Regions from separate parts of the Neogale vison genome. Here region 1 is linked to region 2. Evidence: chromatin contacts called from public Hi-C data. All regions are on one chromosome and are shown on one strand. Each heading gives the region's core, a stretch centred on a gene start, on an enhancer-like site or on the middle of the called end of the contact. The rest is flanking DNA. Distances are from core to core; before and after follow the strand shown.

Region 1 (2,971 bases), core at 144-2,643, 180 kb before region 2:
CGGCGGCGCGTGTGTACCGGTGTGTTTGTGTGCGGTGCCCCCACACCCTCCCCGGCCGCTCCCGCCTCGCCCGCCCCCGACTCCCCTCCTCCGCCGCCGCCTCCTCCACCTCCGCCTCCTCCTGCTCCTGCCGCCGCCGCCGCCGCCGCTGCCGCCGGCGGCTCCGGGGCCGACCAACCCCGGCGCAACCTTTAGCCGGAGACGGACCTCTCCCTGGATCCCGTCCCCGGCGGGTGGCCGCGCGTCCTCGCCCCGACACCCCCAAACGCCATGTCACGGCCCCCAGCCCTCCGCACGCCCCGACCCCCGCACCGTCAGGCACCGGGATCCACAAGGAATTTTTTTTTTTTTAAAAGATTCCAACCTCTCCCACCTCCCCCCCCCTCCGACTCCCCGATTAAAAAAAAAAAAAAAAACCGGCATCCACACTACTCCCCTTCTCGCGTCTCTTGCCCCCTCCCCCCAGCAACCCGGAGTGAGGAGGGGGAGGGGGAGGGAAAAGGGAAAAAAAGCCCGATCTCAAGGAAAAAAAGAGGGGGGGTGAGAGAAAGAAAGAAAAAGAGAGAGAATAGAAAGGGCACGGGGCTGATCATCACCAACATGGCTGCCTCAGCATAGACCTAAACGAGGAGTAACCCGGGCTGTGTCTTTGTCAGTTTCACCTCTGTAACCCTAAACTAATGCAGAAAACAACGGAGGAGGCTGCGGAGGGGAAAGAGGAGAGGGAGGGCGAGAAAATGGCACGAGAGGAGGTGGAGAAGGGATGACTTACGTGAGGGAAGGCGCTTGGGCTGCTCCTGCTTCCTCCTGGGCATTTTCCCCCTTTTCTCACATTCTCCTCCTTGGTTAATGTGAGATCAAATAAACCCCCGTGGGGGCAGAGAGGCAGACACTGGCAGGAGCCGGGAGGTAGTTGGGGGGCGGGCGGGCGGGCAGGGGGAAACCCCTTCTCTCCGGTGTGTGCAATGGGTTGAAGCTTGTTTCCTGGAGCCAGATGAGGGGTTCTCTTCTTTTCTTTCCTTTCTTTTTTTCCTTTTTTTTTTTTTTTTAAATTTTTGGTCGTGCACCTGGCTTGTCCCCGAGCGTAATATTCTTCAATGGAAACGGATCTAATAGGTGTGAGTGTGTGTGTGTCCTATGCTCGCGTGTGTGATGGGAGGTATAAATAAATGAGTGCCGGTGCGGCGGTGTCTATGGCCGCGCTCTGTGTCTCCGAGCCCCTAACACTAATGTCGGGATCAAAGGGCAGCGGCGGCGGCGGCACAGCTCACAGCTCGCTCTCTCGCTCTCTCTCTTTCTCGCTCTCTCTCTCCTCTCGCGCTCTCTCTCTCTCTCTGTCACACACACACACTCACACATACACAGAGGCACAGACTGAGGGAAAGAGCGAGAGCTAGACACACACACACACACACACACACACACACACACACACACGCAGAGCAAAGAGGAAGGTGCCCTAAGGCTCCCAGGGCGGACTCAGCCTGGGATTTGCAACCGCTCGGTCTGGAAAGAATGGGGGGCGCGCATGCGGGGGTGGGATGGAGTTCTTCGAATTTATCCCGCTATTCGCCAAATCTAGGGGGAAAAAAGTTTTCCCCACTCTCTGAACAGCGATTAGTTCATTACTCTTGCTGCTTTTTTTTTTTTAAGAAAATAGATTTTTCTCTTAACTTTCTTTTGTTTATTAAACTACATTTTGTTCTGCATACAATTCTTCAGGCTTTTTCACTGCAAGAATTATTCTCTCACCCCATCACCTTAAGTTTGTGGAGGTTACGGTTTTCCAAACACTCTTTGAAAAACATTCCAATAAAAATATTTTTTAAAAAAATTAAAAGATAGCAGCATATGGCTAAATCGATAACGAGGTTGATGGAGTAAGTGCCCAGTTTTGGAGTGTTCAGTGGAGTTAAAACTGAAACGTGCTGCCGAAATGAAAATTCCATCCCCTTGAGGAAGGGGGGGAAATAAGATTCGGTCACCCCCATGGTTGATTTCACTGCTACATGATACTCCTACAGTGCACAGAGAGATCTTGACTTCTGAAATTTACTTTTTTTGCTGCAGTAGTGCAGGTATGTGAAGCTTACCCTGAAGCAATTCTAGTTTGCATTATGAACCCAAATATAGCAGTTTTCATCAACTTTACAAATCACACATCTTTCTTCAAAGAGAGACATAAAGGGGAAAAATAGAAAAGGATGGGTCTCACTCTAGCACAAAAGGTACTTGGTGAAAGAGGACTGTTCCCTTTGTGACTTGCAGTCATTTGGATAAAAGTTCACTCAGAGGTTGTTAATGATTTAAACTCCAAAACCTGCTACTATAATTGAAGTAAAAATGGTCTGAAGAAGAGTTGTTTCATAAAACTCTCTTTGTAAGAGGAAACTTTGAACTTAGCAGAATACATTATATGTCATGAGTCAGATGTAGCTAAAAAATAAAAAGGTGAATTATTTAACTACATCTTCCCTTTTTAGCTTTTTAAAAACTCTGACTCATCATCTTATTATGTTAAATATTTTCTTACCATTTTTAAAATAGACTTTTTCATCAAAGAAGGTGGAGGCATGGTGGAGATACAGAACGTTAAAATGACACTCTGTGAGTTTACACAGATAGCTAATGCCTCTTGGAGGTTCTAGCCTGATTCTCACAACCTGAGTGGTGTTAACAACAGCCCTGGTGGATAAATCTCTATAACCCTCTTAAAAATAACAATAAGACCGTATATTGTGTCCTTTTATTAGAGACGCTTAAAGAGTGTTGGATCTCCCATAAGATGTTTCTCATTGATAATGAAATATCAGGATGAAACCCTCCCTGCCAACTCCTGGAAAGATTCAGCTTCCCCGTGTGACAAGTAATGCTATCCAAAGCGGGTTTTGAAACACCTGCTTGAATTCAATCTAAAACCAAAACCGGGAGCAGTCAAGTTTAAAATGGAGCATCATTCTTAAACCAATTC
Region 2 (3,116 bases), core at 90-2,589:
TGGTCCCCACCCCATTTGCCTGGTTGGGCCCTTACACATCCATGCCCCCTGAAAAAGGTTGCAACCACCTCTGCCGGTGAACTGTGCCCTTAAAACTCCTCGTTGCCCCCTGCCCACCACGCCAATCTTAATGACTCCATCAGCGTTCTGTGGTAATGGAAAAAAGGCTACGAATCAAAAAGTTCTTTTTTTTTTTTTTTTTTTTTTTTTTTAAATAATTGAAACAGCCAGTGAAGAATGTGGTACAATTTGAGGTCTTTTGTGAAGAAAGCTTTTAGAGACAGGGCTTTCTTCATATCCTATTATATTTGTTCTTCACAGCTAATTATTTTATTTAAATGATGCTTAATTTTTTTACATTATATTTTATACTGCAAGAACTTCAAATACAGCCTTTTCAATAAATCCGTAATGCTTGGTTTTTACCCAACGTAAGCTTTTATGGAAGGAAAGAAGGAAATCTTTTTTCCACCAAATCACACCCAGTTGTTCTCTCTCCGCCATATCCATCAAAGGTTCATTTCTTTAGCTAAAAGAGGTTTACAAGTGGGGAAACTCATCCCTGTCTTAGGAAAAAAAATTCTGCGTCTTCGATCCATAACACTTAACACAGTTAAGACTCTGTTTAAAGATATTTTTTCTTTGTTTATAGTGTTACAAATCACAAATAGAATTAAAGTATAAATTTTAAGTTGAGGGTATGTGTGTGAAGGAAAAAAGGAATCAAGTGTCGGTATAACAGTTTTCTTCTTTTTCTTCACCCTTTACATTAATAGCAAGAATATTGAGAATTCAAAATTTCAAACCAAGTTCCCATAGCAGCACTTAAATGTCTGCACACCACTTCCAATTAGAATTAGATTGTAATGTATCGCAATTTATGCCATTATAATTCGGAGTTACTTTAGTGATTTGAATTCTTTTTGTGGCAATTAACGTTGCCATGGGAACAATCTAATATCGACTTCATCTTTACACACACTTAACCAAAATCCAAAGGTGGATGTGAAGATTTGAGACTGCCCGTTTTATTTATTTGCATTAACTTTTTCAAGGATTTTTCCGAGTATAGTCATTACGTTGGCAGTAAATTCCAGTTTAGTGTAACTTCAAGCTCTCTCTTGCATTTCTGCCTAAAGGAAAACCCGGTTAAACGATCACTTCCAGGTTTTTAAAATTTTATTTTAGAGGTGTTTGTTTTCTGTTAAAAGAGGAAGCACCAGCGCTTTCTCCTTTGACCTCTAAAGCACCAACTTTGCCTTCAGGCAAAACGAGCTTCTTGGCTTTTCGCGCTCCACCGAAGTCTAGCCTTTTCGGTCCTCGCAGGCTGCCGTAGCCAGGAAAGGCAATCCTTGGTTGTTGCAGAAAAGCGCCTCCTGCCTCGGCAGTTTCACTTTCGATTTCTTCCGACCCTCGGCGGCGGAGGCCCGGCTTGTAGGGCACTTGGAGCGGGGGTTTGGATCCCGGCCACCAGGTGAGCCAGGCAGCCGCGCGGGCGGTTGGAGGCCCCAGTGCTCGCTCGCTGGGGGCGGGTTTGGGGAGCGGCAGCCCGGGTCTGGGCCAGGCAGCCCCTGAAAGGCGCCGGGAGGGAGCGCGGACGCCGGGAGCCCATGGGTGGCGGGCGCCCCCAAAATGCGCTCAGTTTCTCCTGGGCTCCTGGGAAGGGCAGGAGATCTGTGGTCCCCGGCTGTGAGAACCCCTCCGGAAGGGCGTCTAGACCGCGCGGGGACGAACGGCAGCGACCTGGCCCCATTGAGTTGCCTTCCGAGACCGGTCCAGGTTGCCCAAGGTTCCGCGGGAGCCCAGGCGGGAGCCTGCGGAATGGGCGGGAAAGCGGGCCCCGAATGCGCGGGCCGGCCCCGCCCGGTTCCTGGGGCTCCAGGGCTGCACTGACTACATCGGGGTGGTTCCCCGACCCCCAGGAATCAAGAGCGGGACTAGCCCACCTTACCGAGTTCTCAGGTTGCCGACGCCCACGATTGTAGGTGTTAGGTCCTAGCACCCGGGCTTTTGGTCTGTAGGTGTGTGCGCGCTCGCTCCTTACCGGTGTTTCTGTTTGCGGTGTCTAGCGTTAGGACGCTGGGAGATAAGGTTGGTAGTGGTTTAATGTGCGCCCCCCCCCCCCACCGTAACACAGGGCTCATGAAGAAGTGAAAACACAGGAGTCCAGGGAAGGAAGTAATATTCACTGAATCCCATCCATAATTTCATTCTGTATTTCAGTCTCGTGTGTGCTAATTTCCATTTGAGTTAAGACTATTTTATCAGCAGTATAAGTAGTCGTCCACTTTCATTGAAAAGTTCTTCCCCAAATATCATTTCTGATTTTGCGACTTTTGATTGGCTACCTATTCTGTCATTGCGTAGGTCCCATAAATTATTCAACCATTTTCGAACTGTGAGGCATTGAGGGTGTTTGTAAACTTTCATTTGGCTTTAGCATCCCAGGTAATATTCTGATAGACTTTATTTTAAAACTGTATTTCAGATGATTTACTCGGACTAGAGTCTGAGCAAGGAAGTTATTAAAATAGATGCTGTGTTCTAGTGAGGTCTTTTTTTAGATCTCTACACCCATTACCTAATTGTTTTCCAGGAAAGTTTTAGCAGTTTACCTCATTCATGTAAGGTTGTGCCTGTTTTTGCCAAAAGTGTGATAGCTCATTATGTATTTTATGTATTCCTAATAAGCAACATCTCTTTGGATTTATTTTTATTTTTATTATTTTTTTTTACAGTGGTGTTTCCCATTTCCAGTTGCTTGAATTTTATGCAGGAGTGTAGACGATTGTCTTGGGGTGTGTGTGTGTGTGTGTGTGTGTGTAAATGCATTATTGGAGTTACTGCATAGGCTGACTGAATGTTACAGCGAGATGATCTCTTAAGTGATCATCTAGCATAACTCCCTTATTTTGCAGATGAGGAGCCTGGGGCCTTGAGAGGTGAAACGATGAGTTCTCCAAGGCATACAGCTAAATTAAGTAGCAGAACTGGGATTAGAATTCAGGTTTCCTGTATCCCAAGTGAGTACTCCTTATGCTGCATTGGGTGGTCTCTGAGCTGAACTGTGGCATACTTATGTGAGAACCTTAAAAAATGTTGATATCACTTGGATT

What was found. Hi-C and Micro-C count contacts between places; a contact is called where the count stands out from the background.
Region 1: a contact with region 2 is called in a Hi-C map of fibroblasts, with 3 times the contacts expected there. The contact joins the promoter of ZNF827 here to the promoter of LSM6 in region 2. A contact is called at or near these places in 2 of 3 Hi-C or Micro-C datasets (fibroblasts and muscle).

Annotation. Positions count from the first base shown.
Region 1 is chr11:147,170,329-147,173,299 of ASM_NN_V1, reverse strand. ZNF827 (zinc finger protein 827) reads right to left here and starts at 1,393. Exons shown (of 14, transcript XM_044224926.1): 1 at 773-1,393. The coding sequence starts at 815.
Region 2 is chr11:146,989,751-146,992,866 of ASM_NN_V1, reverse strand. It overlaps LSM6 (U6 snRNA-associated Sm-like protein LSm6), which reads left to right and starts at 1,339. Exons shown (of 5, transcript XM_044224925.1): 1 at 1,339-1,474; 2 at 2,919-3,023.